Regions from separate parts of the Mus musculus genome. Here all the other regions are linked to region 2. Evidence: chromatin contacts called from public HiChIP or PLAC-seq and promoter capture Hi-C data. All regions are on one chromosome and are shown on one strand. The core of a region is the stretch at or near the end of the contact, and the rest is flanking DNA. Distances in the headings are between cores, read along the strand shown. Region 1 has its middle 30 kb from the start of Gm46787. Region 2 holds the start of Sall4 (spalt like transcription factor 4). Region 3 holds the start of E130018N17Rik (RIKEN cDNA E130018N17 gene). Region 4 holds the start of Adnp (activity-dependent neuroprotective protein). Region 5 has its middle 22 kb from the start of Mocs3.

Region 1 (2,700 bases), core at 38-2,537, 650 kb after region 2:
TGAATTTCTAGCTGATGCCTTTTAAAATATTATGTTTATTTTTAAACGGGCTGGTCTTAGGGTTGGAAATAAATACCCACCACCCTGATCCTTCCCTGCTGTGTGTGTGAGTTCATCTTCTATCTGACAACCCTCCAGAGCAATCTAAACTGGCTCCATCTGGCTTTTGCGTGCCCTGGGGCTGCTGGCTCCCCACTTCTGGAAGTGTGACTGATTTTCCACATCCATCCAGACTCTCCAGCTCTCTGCCCAGCATCTTCTGGGAAATTCTTGGCAGTGCCTTGGGTACCAGGCACTTAGAAAGGGAATCCACTGAGACCACACATGGCCATCCATCCATCCATCCATTCATCCATCATAGCTATGACATGTCTAGTTCTGAGTTCTTTCACGAGTCACCCCCACCCCCACCCCCCTCTAGCAAGCCTGCCAGGGCTGGGAACTGCTGGAAGAGCCCAGGCTGGCCTTGGTTGGCCAGCAGCACTGAGTGGCAAAAGCCACTGGGTGGACAACCAGAAGAAAGGCTAGGGGAGGTGAGCGAGGGCTGAGGCTTGGCAGGGTGTCCCATGGTCACCAGGCGCTGCCTATACTGCGTTGGTTCAGCTGTAGCCTGGCCATGAGGCCTAGGAAAGGCGGGAACTGGATTGAAGTTTCATTCAGCAAGGTGGTAATTTGGGGGTGAGAGAGGAAGTTGGGGAGAGTGCACTAAAGGTTTGGATATCTGGAAGGCCAGTTTCTTTGAAGTTCGTTATAACCAAACTTTAAGAGTACTTTTGGGAGGGAGAGGCGGGAGGATCAAGGTTTGAGGTGATTCCCTGGTACCTGTATGTTTGAAGTTAGCCCGGGCTAGGCTTAGGGAAATTGTCAATTTCTGGAGAAGTTGTCACACTCTAAAGGATCTGGGAAGCCAGAAATCACTGTGTTTCTGGAATCCCGTGTCCCAACCCACTTTTTGAACTGGGGACCCAGGAGAAATGGGGAGCTGTCCTGCCCTTTTTCTACCAAGTCAGTCACTAATTGGTTTTGACACACCCCCACTCAGGGCTTCACCTGGTGAAGGTCCTAAGCCAAGGACCCTGCCCAAGGCCGCAGGAAAGATTTTAAACAAAGAGCTGAATTCGCACAGGGTCTAGCCTCTTAGAGGACTCAAGGCTATGGTCCCCAGGTTCTACCCCAAGTGGTCCTGGAAAGGCCTGGAATGCGCTGCTAGCCAGAGGCCTGGAATGCAGCCTGCAGAGGCCGCACCCTGCCCAAACCAGTTTGAACCAGCTGCGGGAAGAAGCCAGTCCAGTCCCTTGGAGCTCCCTCTGGCGCCCAAGCTGTCTTAGAACTGCAGCCGGTTTTAGACTAGGTCTCTGTGGGTGGGGGCGGGGCCCCAGCAAGGCCTGGAGATGGGAGTGGGGGTGGGGTGGTGATAAGTGGGGTGTGTGTAGGGGGGAGTTGGGGGTGCCTGCCCAGCCTCTGCCCAGCGTGGAGACTCCCGGGAACCCTGAGCTGGGCCCCAGGTCACGTCCTTCCATTCCCGCATCTTTGGGCTTCACCTCATGGCACACAGTGGTCGATCTGCCTTTCAGCATCCAGGCCTAAGCCCTGCCTGCGGTGGTGCAGGACAGTTATGCCCCCGGTTTAGGTGGAGGCAGGAGAATCGGAGATTCAAGGACGTTCTAGGGTACATATCAAGTTTGAGGCCTTGATACATATATGATCCTATTTCAAAGAGAGGAGAAACACACAAATTGTGAACACAGTGAAAATTCTTTTTTTATGTGTGTATTTAAACTTTCATTGGATTTACGTATTGTTGGGGGAGGGGAGGAGTGTGTGTGTGTACGTACACGTGTGAAAATCAGGACATTTTTGTGTGGGGAGGGTGTCCATTCTCTCCTTCCATCATGTAATTCCCAGGAATTGTTGGCTACAGACCTTGTTCAGGTGGAATCCTGACACTGTGAGTTAGTTGCTGTGGGATGTGGCCTTAGCTTTGAGTTTTGGATGACACTGGAGTTAGTCCCTTGTGCCAGGTTCTGGGCTTGCTCAGCTGTGGCACTTCTAGGCTCTGCAAGTGTCATCACGTTGGTGGCCCAAGTGTGTGTCACTGTGTGCCGGGCACTATTCCCAGATTGCTGGGTTCCCATCACACCAGCGTGAACATCAGCCCTGCAATGTCTCCATTGAATGGAGGTGGAAACAGGCCTGGAGAGATTGAGCATTGTGGTCATCTTCATAGCTAATCAGTGAGAGTGTGTAGAAGCCAGGAATGGTGGCACACACATTTAAACCCAGCACTCAGGGGGCAGAGGCAGGTGGATTTCTGTAAGTTTGGGGCTAGCCTTGTCTACAAAGCAAGTCCAGGATAGTCAGGAGTATATAGAGAAACCTTGTTTGGGGAAAGAAAAGGAAACAAGAAAAGAAAAGATCATATAGAGGATGGGCAGTTAACTGCAAGGGCTCCATGCAGCCACAGGGAGGAGGGACGACATCACCAAAGGGTCCCCTCCCCCACAGGCTCATGAACACTTTGTTCTCCAGTTGGTGGCACTGTGGTGGGAGCTATGGAACCTTTAGGAGGCACAGCCCTGCTGGAGGAAGTTTATCAGTTGGCGTGGATTTTGAGGGGTACAGTCTCACCCCGCTTCCAGTTTGCTCTTCCTGTTTCCTGTGTGCAGTTGAGACTCGATCTCTAAGCTCTGGCCTCCTATG
Region 2 (2,700 bases), core at 36-2,535:
AAGCAGGCATTTCTGTAAGGGCTCAGTGCTAGCTACGCATATCAAACCTGTGGTCCAGCTGACTTATTCAGCTCTGGGTTGTCCACAGGCACAGGTGAGCATGCTCATGAGGTCAGGCTCCTGTTTCCCGCTTCCTTCCTCACCAGCCTCTCAGAAGCAGGAAACGACAAATAGCTAATCAAGAAAATGCAAAGCAGAAAGATGGAGGAGAGGCTGATGTCTGCCCAGTCTCTCATAATGAAGGCAAAGTCAAATAAGGATCTAGCTGTCCACAGGTCCCATGGGAAGGCCACAGAGGGGGCTGGCCAGTTAGTTGAACTTCTTCAACACTGAGCTCAGACACTGTTGCAAGGAAGTTAGCCAATTAAACTTAGGTAGATTTGAGAAATAAATTTTTATATCCATACACACCCTTTTAGGAAATTCTAGGCATTCCCGAATCAGGACCACACAACTTCAGGAGGAAGTGGCTTTTCTGTAAGTCAGTTCTGTATTGCAGTGTTCTAGAAAGCAGTTAAGTACAAACACCCTCGTACCTTTTGGGAGCCCTGAACAGCTTTAGGGATAGAATCTGCAACCACTTGCTATTCTGGAATTGTTTTCTAGCAAGTTTGCTTTTCATCTGCCCTTTCTACAGTTAGCAGACAGTGGTTTAGAAGTGCTTCCGAAAATCCAGGAAGTTTACAACAAATCCTGGCTCGTGAATATGAATCCCGCGAGTATTACTCAGCATTTTAAGGATGCAAACCCTGGTGGGTTCGGAAGAGCTTGAAATTAGGTAAGATGGGGAGGTGGGATGGACAGAAGGTACCACCGGCCACTTCAAAACGCAGTTTTAACATTTCCGTAAAAAGAAAATTGAAAAGGGACTCGAGTCTCTTGTTCAGGTTTGATTTTAGAGGGAAAAGTTGAACCGACTTATTTTTCTGTGAGCGGAAAGACCTTTCTCAGCTGGTAGTTATCAACTACGCCAATTACTACAATAATTTTGTGGAGCGCGTAACCGAGATACATCGGTTCTAGAACTTTCATGTCCAGCCCTGATTTTCAATAAACCAATTTTCCTTTTTCCGTCTCAGAATTCGGATAGTGGCCGCAAGGATGATTCCCCCCACCTCCAAGTCGATCCACGCCTCGGCCAATCTGAGCCCGGATGCTAATTAGCTATGCTTCCTAGATGAACACGCCTTTGTCACATGTAGGGCCGGACTACAAGGCCCAGCATGCCTCTCCCCTCCCTGATCAATGAGGGCTTATTTAAATGATCTCTGAGGTCTTGGACCCAGGCCAATCAGCTGTCAGAGCTCATGATAAATCGCAATGCATTATTGATAATAATAATTACTGGGACATGCGCGTTTCGGCCGAAGGGGGCTAAAATTTCCCAACTCCAGGAATTGGTGGCGGAGAGGGGGCAAGTCACCAGGGCTCTTCCCGGCGCCCCAATGCGCGCACCATGTCGAGGCGCAAGCAGGCGAAGCCCCAGCACATCAACTGGGAGGAGGGCCAGGGCGAGCAGCCTCAGCAGCTACCGAGCCCCGACCTCGCCGAGGCGCTGGCGGCGGAGGAACCCGGTGAGTGCGGCTGCGGCCACGTCCGTGCGCCCGACTGTCCGTGCGTCCCGGGAGGGCGCTCCTAGCACTGCCGCGCGTCCCTCGAGGGCGCGGGTTCCGGGAGCCGATTCTGGAATGGGGATTCCGGACTCTGTTCCAGGAAAGGAGAGATGCGGAGGGAGGGAGCCTCAATCCCCCACCTCGGAGGGAGCCTCAACCCGCCCACCCCTTTGCAAATCCCCCTAGTTTTCTCCCTCTTATTGTAAAGTTGATTCCACATTCTGCCTCTCCCTCCAACTTCTCTCTCCTCGTCCACAGTCCCATAATTGGTTTCCCTCCTTTGGATACATAAGCACCCACCTACGCCGGTAACTTGGGCTTCCTTCACCCCCTCTCTAGTGGCGCCGCTTTTAAAAGAAAGAGACCCCCAAGTCTCCCCACCCTCTCTACTACCCTCTTGGGGGCCCCTGGGGGAGGGGCGCACCTCTGGGGGACCCCCCGAGGAGGGCGATCTGTTGCACGCGCCCCTCCCAGGCCGAGTGGGGGGAGGGGGCGCGACCTCTCCCCACCCCCAGGCCGGGGTACGGGCCACCCGCACAGCGCAGAGGGCGGGGGAGGCTGTTGGGCTTAGTTCCCTTTCGGAGGAAGGGAACTTTTATTTTTTTGTAATTTTAGATATTTTGTTTACCTTTTTTTTTCTTTCCGCCTTTCCCGGGGGCTACGGCGCCTGCTGCCGGTCCTCGCCCTAACCTTTCGGGGCCTGACCTCCAGCCATCTTTGATTTCCGACTATCTAAAAATAACCGCGGCCAGCGGGAGGGTGCGGGCCGGGGCCCGGGCAGCGGGTGCATGGTCACCCCCTCTGGGGCGCACCCCCGCTCCTTTATTTATTTTTTTGCACGGATCCCCCGGGCGGCACTGCTCAGCACACGCCCGGGAGGTGAAAGGGGAGAGGTCGGGTTGCGGCTGACCCGGCCTGAGCCTCCACGGAGTTCAGGACCTCAGCGCGGCCGGGAGCTGCGGGCGAGCCCCTCGTCCCTGCCCGCCGTGCTGTCGCCGAAGAAACCGGGAACGTTGGGAGGAGGGAGTCCCCCTGGGCCTCCCGCTCGATTCCAGCTCTCCGCGGATGGTGGGCGGTGTGCGGACTC
Region 3 (2,700 bases), core at 27-2,526, 610 kb after region 2:
CCCCCTGTTTTACTTGCCTCGTACAAGGTCATACTTGGTTGCACACCCTGCTTTTGAAATTCGGGGTCAAGGGACAGAGCTCAGGTGCTCAGGCTCCTTAGGCAAGGCCGTTACCTACTGAGCTTGAAGCTCAGGGTTCCTTCTGGAAATTACCACAGATAGCTCAGAGGAGACAGGGTGGACCCCTTGGCCTTGGGCCACTATCCACAGCCATCTTCCATCTGATAACCCAGGACAGACATCGGGCCTTCAAGGGGCATCTGGCTGTGTTGGACAGCTTCCAGGTTGTCACTCCTGGGTTGGATGCTCTTGGGATCCCAGGAGTAGAGGCAGGTTCCATTAATCATGTCACCATACAAGCCCCAGACATCAGAGGACGACACAGATTTGCGAAAAGGAAATTTTGAGTGTGTCCCCACCAAATAAGTTGGGGTGCTTCTCATTATGCCTACACAAACACCCCACCACCACCAAATAAAAACGTCTCACGGTCATAATGAGAATCCAACTGACTCTCCCCAAAGCTTTAACATGAACACAACCATCTGAAAACACAGGTCAGGGCCAATGAGATGGCTCAGTGAGTACAGGTGCTTGCTGCTAAGCCTGACAAATGGTTCCACCATCCTAGGGACTCACATGGTGGAAAGATCCAATGCCCATAAACTGCTCTCTAAGCCAGACAGGGTGGTGCTTACCTTTAATACCAAAATTTGGCAAGAAGAGGCAAGTGACCACCCTGGTCTACAAAACAAGAGTTCCAACCCAGTTGGTCTTACACAAGATTCTCCAAAAAACCAACCAACCAAACAAACAAACAAAACAAAACAAAAACCCAGAAACAATTTGACCTCTTGTACTCTGACCACTACAGGTATGCTTGCTGCCTTGGCATGAGCGTGTACACACACACACACACACACACACAAAAGCATGATTGTGTAGGAGGCTGGGTGCTGGGGAGGTGTGGGACTCGGCCTCCATCTTTGCTTCGGTATTAGCCATCTGTCATGCGGCGTTTTTACCACCAGGACTGCTGAAGGCAGGAAGAGAAAGAAGCCGGTTCAGAGCTGCCAGCAGGCGCCTGGAACCTCCCCTGGCTGCTTTGTGTTTCAGCAAGAGCCCTCCCAGCTCCAGCCAGGCAGGCTCCTCCCCATGGCCCTCCTGGGGCCCCCCGCTGGGGGAGGAGGCCCAGCTAAGCCTCTCTCCTGCTGGCTGGGGGTGGGGAAGGGAGGGACTCCAAGCCTAGCACCCAAGGACGACCCCTACAGGCCAGCCAGGGCAGGGCAGCATTCCCTACAGCCGCCATTTCTTCTCTGTCAGCTCTCTGCTGTCAGACAGAGAGCCAAACAGAGCTGGAAGGTCAGATATCTCTGGAATGTATTGAGCACCTACTGGGTGCACAACCTTGAGGAAGAGCACGTGCCCTCTGCAGGTACTGGAAATGTAACTGGGTAGATGGTAGCCGAGGGATCCTACCCAGGGTCCCTCTGGGACTTCATAGCTGGGGTCAGATCCTTTCGCCCACGTGTCACCATGGGTAGGACAGAGGCTATGGTCCACCCAGACAGAACACAGGCAGGGAGAGGGACACTGTGAGGTCTTTGAGCCTAGAGCTCCTTCCTTGTAAAGTGGAGTCACCTGTCTCTGGAGTTTTTATAAGACGTCAGAATCAGGGGCCAAAGCTAAGAGCTGGGAAGTCTGGGCTGGAGCTAGTACAACCTGATGGACAGATGTCCCTCATTCTATGCATCTGATCTCAGAGGCCTCTGAAGGGGCAGAGCCAGGGGCAGGAGGATTAGGAGTTAAAGGTCATCTCTAGCTAATCTGAGGCTGACCTGAAACTTCTGATCTTCCTGCCTCTTCCTCCCAAATGCTGGGATTACAGGAGTGTACCAGTATACCCAGGCTAAGCCTTGCTGCGGGGCCAACATGCAGCCTGGTCTACATGCCAAGTTCTGGGCCAGCCAGGGCTGCAAAGCAAGACCTTGTTTCAAAAATAAAAAAATGTCTGACGTCCAGCTTTTTCCCAAACAGGAGAATCTGTTCCCGTCTCCCTGCAGTTCCGTCTCATGCCTGCTCTGCTGTGGGCAAAGTGTCCCTTCTGCCACCAGGGCCCCTGACTAGTTTTCCTGGGACCACCTGGCCTCCTGGTCTCTTCTAGCCCTGCTGGATTAAGGTGAAAAGCCAGTCTAGGCCACCATAGCCAGACTGCCTGCTGCATGGACAGCCTCTGCCCTGAGTCCTGGATCCTTCCTTCACTGGAAAGTACCTCTCATGGAGAAAATTCATCAAGGTAAAACCTCATGAACAAGATGTTTTGGCTTGGCAGGAAACAAACAGTGGTTAACAACAAATTAGTGAGCTACTGAGCCTCTGGGCACATGGCGCTGAGGGCAGACCCAGGTTGGCTGCAGACATCAGCTATGGTCTCCTGCAGACCTGAGGGGGCACAGGCCTGGCTCAAAGCTCCCTTCACACGGACTGGAACAGTCTTCAGGTGGGATGCTCTTGTGTGCGGCTTAAGCTCTGGCCTGCTCCTCAGGCTCCGTTCCCCAGAGCCCTGCTCCACTGACCTAAGGCTGGGTTTCTTTTCTCTCCTTTGATTGGACAAGGGGCCCAAACTCCTGAAGTGGGGCTTTCAAGGAGCCCAGAGCTCAGCATGAAATATTTTCAACTGAAGAACAATCCTAGGAGCAA
Region 4 (2,700 bases), core at 122-2,621, 560 kb after region 2:
CACCTTTTATGCTACAAAGTGAAGCACTGCTGCAATGCAGATGTTCTTCATACCTGTGCTATCACTGCATGAAACCCAGTGTCTGAGGAGAACAGTAGAGATGAATTCACACAGCCTGCCTGTCTTCTGCATTGTGTGCTTCCCCATCTCTACTCCTTGATGAAAGGCCTTAGCCTCAGCCCCACCTCCTTTTAAATAGTTTCTATTCCTTGTTTTACATTGTTGAGCTATTGATTAGGGGTTTAAATATATGTTCTAATAATTGCAAAAAATAAATGTTAGGTGGAAGTTTGTTCAACTTCCCAACCAAACCCTTAGACACTGAGCTGTCTGTATATATAGTCTGATTCTTTCAAAATTTGCAACTTTGTAGAGACCTCATGTTGGGGGAGGGGTGGCCAATCCTTCACAACTGCACTTGCTACTTTGTAGAGCTTTTAGCCATCCTTATCTACGGTAGGGTAACTACTGTTCCTTTAAAGTGGACCGAGGCTGTTGATGTTGACATGGTATGTTGGTTGGGGATGATCCAAAGTTACAAAGCCAACAGTGCAGGTGCTGTCACATACCAGAATTGTGGGTGAGTGCCAGACCGTTTTCATCCTTAGCCATTGACAATCCAATGGCCTCAACTCTACAAATCCCACTTTTTTTTTCCTTGAGTCAATGGTAAGTGGCCATCTGATGACTTGAAGGAATGACTTGAGTCCAAGGAACAGCAGAAGTGAAAAGCTGAGTCCCTGTCTATCCCATACCAGTTCACTAGAAGAGCTGACATGGCCTCAGAGCTGTGTCATCTCAAAAAATGGGAGGAACACGAGGGCATCACACCTCATTAAAGGCAGGAGGCAGCAGGCTCAACCCTTGGCTTTGCCTCCAGCTTGGGAGAGCTGACTCTGAGCACGTGGGCCTTGGGCAGCCCCAGGCGCCCTCCTGCCAGATGTAGTTCAGGCCCAGATGGGCCCGCGCAGGGATCCCCAGTGCAGCCACCTGACTGACTGTCGAGGCGTGCTGCGGCCCGCTACTTCTGCCTCCGCCGGCGGCGCTGCGGTCAGAGGAAGGCACCCAGGAGCGCAGTGCGGCCATTATCCACGGCGCCTCCTAGTGGGGCAATGGCAAAGCCTCCACGTTCTCGCGAGAGCTCCCCTCAGTGGGGATTATATAATCTCACCCAGGAGAGGCTGGGGGGGGCTGGGGCCACCCTGCCATAAGGAAAGTGGGTGTCGCCGCAGCCGAGGACCGAAGAGCTCTCCCTTGGGGGGGGGTCGCCGAGTAGGGGGTCCATGGCCCCCGCCCCCCCCCAGCTGGACAATGAGTCCTCTTATGCTAATGAGTCGCTTACGTCACTTCCGCTCTTTCTCGGCCGCCATTTTGGCTAGGGCAGGTTCGGGGACTTGCTCTGAGGCGCTTGTATTGTCTGCTGAGGGGAGACGCGGGACCAGCCCCCTCCCCCGCCCGCCGCCGCCGCCGCCACCCGTCCGGTCTACCCGCCGCCGCCGGGACCCATGAGCTGAGCGCCCGCCCGCCGCCATCTTGGCCCCCTCCCCCTCCAGCCGCGCTCGCTCGGGGGGGATTTGGCGTCGCCTCAGCCACAGCTCCCTCTCTCGGTCTCCGCCGCCGAGGAGCCGCGCGGCCGTCGCCGCCCGCCTGCCCGCCCGCGACGGTGAAGCCGCGGCCCCACGCCCTCCGCCGCCCTCCGCCCCTCCTTTGTCTGCACTGCCCGCGCCGCCGCCCGCCGCTCTGCTGCGCCCGCCGCGCCCCCCGGCAGCAGCCGCGGCCGCGGCTCGAGCCGGAGCCCGAGCGCGACGAGGCCCCGGGCGCGTCCTCGCCGCCATCGCCGTGCCGCCGTCCACCCGCCGCCGTGCTCTAGAGCACGCCGGCCCCGCGCACGCCTCGAGGCCGAGCCAAGGTAAGCCCCGCGGCCCTGCCCGCCGCCGATCCCGGGCGCGGTCATTGTGCTCGGCGTGCACACACCGCCTCGAACCCCAGTCGGCCGCAGCCCTCCTGCAGCCCGATCCCCTTCTCCGCCCCGCGGGGCTGCCGGCCGGCCACCATGGGCTTTTGCGGCTAGTGGCATCTTCCCGCACCCACCCCGCCCCCAGCCGAACCCCGCTCGCTCTCTCGTCCTCAGAACTAATCCCCTCCCGCCCTCCCCCAGTCCCCGGAACCAGCCTTCTGCCAGGTCTGCCCACCCTAGGCTTGGAAAGGGGGGAAAGGCCTGGGGGGCGGGGAGCGTGCATGGCAGAGGGTGAAAGTCTTTGCCTCCCCAACAACATGCCAGTTTCCCTCCCATCCTAACCACCACAGCCCCTCACCGGCCCTGCTTTCAATCTGGGCTACCTGGTCAGCACTCCCTCTTTAGAGCTTTCTGATCAACTTTGCAGTCAGAAAATGGAAATCCAGAAAGCCGCGGAAAGAATTTTTTTCGAATGCAATGAATGGGGAGTAGTTCTTTGAGCACCCTCTTATTCGCCTCTTCTTTCCTCTGAGCTGCCTGTCCTTCTCCTCCCTTCCCCACCCTACCCCCAACCTGGATGCCTGTCTGCTAGAAAAGGCGCGATTGCTTCTCTTCTTCTCTCCAAGAAGTCTAATACTCATTTTAGTCTCACTCCCTGCCACACACCCCAAGTGTCTTCTCAGTGTTCTTCCAGTCACCAGGTCCTCTGGACAGTTCTTGTCATAACCCCATTTCACAGACAA
Region 5 (2,700 bases), core at 135-2,634, 510 kb after region 2:
TTGGTGTTGTTTTCCAGACAGGGTCTCACGTAGCCTTAGCTTGCTATGTTGGTGAAGCCAGCCTTGAACTCCCCAACCTCCTTCCTCCACCTCCCAAATGCTAGGATCACAGTGGAGAGCCACCCTGCTCAGTTGAAGGTCCAGTTCTGAAGAACAGATTCTATTGGCCGACATTGGCGATAGGTCTATGAAACTGGAGGAAGCAACAGTGGGTGTGGTCCTCAGGAAATGCCCGAGGGGTAGCAGATGTCAAGGGTACTCTTAACTGTTGCTCCAGGAGCAGACAGCCACAGTGGAAGGTCTGGTCACCTAACAGCAGAGAGGCGGGGGTGAGGGCCGGGAGGGGCACCAGTGTCAGCTTCAGCTGAGTTTTCATGGCACCATGAAGGCTTTCACGCATGCTCCATCTGCTGGCACCCCAGCTGCTAATTGCCGATGCATGTTCACACCTCAATAGCAGACTTGGCAAAAGCAACCTGAGAGCTTTTCATTAGCACTTAGAAGACAAGCTGCTCGGCCTCTCTCTGTTACTCAGCCTCCCAGTTATGTTCTTCCAACCCCTCCCCCATACCCCCACCGCTACCCATCTCCCCCTGCCCCCATTCTCCCCCCCTTACCCGTTACCCATACCCCCTCCCTCCTTGACCCCTGGAGTCTCTCCTCTATGAAGCTAAGCACAGCGGTATATGAAGGGGCTGAGTGGCCCTACCTCTGCCCCTCGGGAGCTGGGTGGCCTTGAGTTGCTTACTTAACTTCTCTAAGCAGTATTTTCTCATATGGAAAAGAGAGGTAACAGACTAGATCTGGAGCTCGGTTGGCAGAGCTCTTGCCTAGCACGCATGACGTTCTAGGTTCAAGCCCCCGCATCTCGTAAAGGATGTAGTGGTTAGAGCGTGTGTGTCCTCTTAGCGATTGAGAGGGGAAGGTGTGTGTGTGTGTGTGTATGTGTATGTGTGTGTGTGTGTGTGTGTGTGAGAGAGAGAGAGAGAGAGGGAGAGGGAGAGGGAGAGGGAGAGGGAGAGGGAGAGGGAGAGGAGGGAGGAGGGAGGAGGGAGGAAGGAGGAAGAAAGGGGGCGGGCCATGGAGACTCTTCTCCAAGGACCAAAAGGTGGGGACATGAAGGAAAGTGAGATTCACTGTAAAGTGCTTGTCAGAGGAAGTAGCAACTGTTTCCAAAACTACTGGTTTGGGAAGGACCACTCTGTTCCCAAGTGTCCTAAAACTGCTTTAAAGGAGAAAGGTTGCGATGAGAGAGCTAACTTGAAAACGAGTCAGTTTTAAGTTCATACAATTGAAACGCCCGTGGTCCTGCACCAGCCTCTCACACAGCGGGGTGCCACAGGCCGTGAGGAATCCCGCCAATTTTACAATTTCCACCGTGTTCATCCACTCTTGCGTTCCTCACGTCGATCACTGACAGCTCAAGACTCATGGTGATGGCATGGCTGCCACAGGCCCAGACGTTCACCTTCTCAAGACCAAATCTAAGAGGAAAAACAAAGAACTAAGATAACCCCTAAGCCCTGAGATTTGCTCTGACCAGAAAGGCTTAACCATGTGACCAACCCTGAGCCAATCAATGAGGACCTGAGGTGGCAACGGCCCATATCCAGGGGATGGGGGGTGGGAGGTACCTGTGGTCTGAAAGCACACAATGCCTCTCTATCGCCCTCTGTGGAGAGAGGTTGACATTGCACCAAGTGACTAAGTGTAAAGGCCAGGTGTATAGAGGAATTCTGTTCTAGACCACAACGATGGCGTTTACTGAATCATACACTTGCCTGGCAGAAGCTGTAGTAAGAGAGAAACACGTAGTTGCAGCCAGGAACAAGCCTTTAGCCCCATCTTTGGCCTCCCTTCCTGATTCACAGACCAAACAGAAACCACAACAGGGTACTCAAGCTACAAAATCCTCAAAGGTCACTTTGCCTGGGATAAGGAATGCTGCTTGGGTGTGACTTATTTCCAAGGAACTAATGGGCAGAAAACTTGGTCCTCCAAGTCGCCATCTTGTGAAGCAGTAGCTCCTAGAAGTGTGTAGGTCACGGGGTCTTCCCTTAGCAGGGCTATAGCAGCTCTCATGAGACCCCATTCAATTCCCATAGGAATGAAGCGTTATAAAGAGCAGGTCTGACCCACCCCTCCTCTCTGACCTCCTTACCGTGTGATCTCTCCGTCTTCCACATACAGTTGGCATGATGCCATCCACCAAGGTGTGACCTAGCCACGTGGGTCTCTCCTCTGAACATAGCCCATGATGGCACCGTGCCCTTGAACCTCCAAAACTAAAAGCCAAATAATTTCTTTTCAAGATATAAGAGCCAACTTCAGGGAATTTTCTCATAGCAACAGGAAGCAGGCTGGTTACACCTAACTCTACAGGTACAGTCGCTGTCCCTAGTTTACTGAGGAAGCCAGCACAGGTCTGTAGTCAGCATATGAGTGTGTGGAGGCAGGAGGCTGGAAGCCATTGCTGAGGCTGAGGTGGGTCGCATCCAAATGCCTGCGGGTCCCTTTATGGTCAAGTCGGTACACAGGGCCAGTCTTCTCACTATGTAAGTCAGCATCCCACACTCAGACCAAACACCTCAGAGGACAAGCTTGGAGGAGGGACGGTCTCTCTCTGCTCATGATTTCAGAAGTTTTCATCCATACTATGTGGCCCGTAGCTTTAAGCCTGTTGCAAAGCCATGGCTAGAA

The links. Promoter capture Hi-C pulls out the DNA fragments that hold promoters and counts their contacts. HiChIP or PLAC-seq counts read pairs in DNA pulled down with a chosen protein or histone mark.
Region 1: a contact with region 2 is called in an H3K27ac HiChIP or PLAC-seq map of stem cell-derived epiblast-like cells, with 7 times the contacts expected there. The contact joins the enhancer-like site here to the promoter of Sall4 in region 2. A contact is called at or near these places in 1 of 39 promoter capture datasets (embryonic stem cells), 3 of 484 Hi-C or Micro-C datasets (cerebellum and embryonic stem cells) and 7 of 115 datasets of contacts at active chromatin or transcription factors (embryonic stem cells, stem cell-derived epiblast-like cells and stem cell-derived neural progenitor cells).
Region 3: a promoter capture Hi-C map of embryonic stem cells shows a contact between it and region 2, with 2.5 times the contacts expected there. The contact joins the promoter of E130018N17Rik here to the promoter of Sall4 in region 2. A contact is called at or near these places in 1 of 39 promoter capture datasets (embryonic stem cells), 2 of 115 datasets of contacts at active chromatin or transcription factors (both in embryonic stem cells) and 1 of 9 other capture datasets (embryonic stem cells).
Region 4: a contact with region 2 is called in a promoter capture Hi-C map of second pharyngeal arch cranial neural crest. The contact joins the promoter of Adnp here to the promoter of Sall4 in region 2. A contact is called at or near these places in 7 of 39 promoter capture datasets (cranial neural crest, embryonic stem cells, frontonasal cranial neural crest and 3 more) and 4 of 115 datasets of contacts at active chromatin or transcription factors (embryonic stem cells, epiblast stem cells and extraembryonic endoderm stem cells).
Region 5: an H3K27ac HiChIP or PLAC-seq map of epiblast stem cells shows a contact between it and region 2, with 3 times the contacts expected there. The contact joins the enhancer-like site here to the promoter of Sall4 in region 2. A contact is called at or near these places in 1 of 39 promoter capture datasets (cranial neural crest), 7 of 115 datasets of contacts at active chromatin or transcription factors (embryonic basal ganglia, embryonic forebrain, embryonic hindbrain and 4 more) and 1 of 9 other capture datasets (embryonic stem cells).

Annotation. Positions count from the first base shown.
Region 1 is chr2:168,113,713-168,116,412 of GRCm38.p6, reverse strand. No RefSeq gene overlaps it. Among named protein-coding and RNA genes, the nearest start is that of Gm46787, 30 kb to the left of the region's middle. Within about 2 kb of position 1,287, at least 104 of the 459 cell types and tissues checked have an H3K27ac peak or open chromatin away from gene starts, as enhancers often do. A contact at or near this core is called in embryonic stem cells and stem cell-derived epiblast-like cells, where this site is marked.
Region 2 is chr2:168,765,786-168,768,485 of GRCm38.p6, reverse strand. Sall4 (spalt like transcription factor 4) reads left to right here and starts at 1,285. Exons shown (of 4, transcript NM_175303.4): 1 at 1,285-1,574. The coding sequence starts at 1,457. Gm14261 (predicted gene 14261) reads right to left here and starts at 2,343. Exons shown (of 2, transcript NR_166178.1): 1 at 2,242-2,343; 2 at 376-1,704.
Region 3 is chr2:168,153,089-168,155,788 of GRCm38.p6, reverse strand. It overlaps E130018N17Rik (RIKEN cDNA E130018N17 gene), which reads left to right and starts at 1,276. Exons shown (of 2, transcript NR_040327.1): 1 at 1,276-1,435; 2 at 2,038-2,700.
Region 4 is chr2:168,205,783-168,208,482 of GRCm38.p6, reverse strand. Adnp (activity-dependent neuroprotective protein) reads left to right here and starts at 1,371. Exons shown (of 4, transcript NM_009628.3): 1 at 1,371-1,909. All of the region lies in intron 9 of Gm20716 (predicted gene 20716), which reads left to right.
Region 5 is chr2:168,251,740-168,254,439 of GRCm38.p6, reverse strand. No RefSeq gene overlaps it. Among named protein-coding and RNA genes, the nearest start is that of Mocs3, 22 kb to the right of the region's middle. Within about 2 kb of position 1,384, at least 47 of the 459 cell types and tissues checked have an H3K27ac peak or open chromatin away from gene starts, as enhancers often do. A contact at or near this core is called in embryonic limb bud and epiblast stem cells, where this site is marked.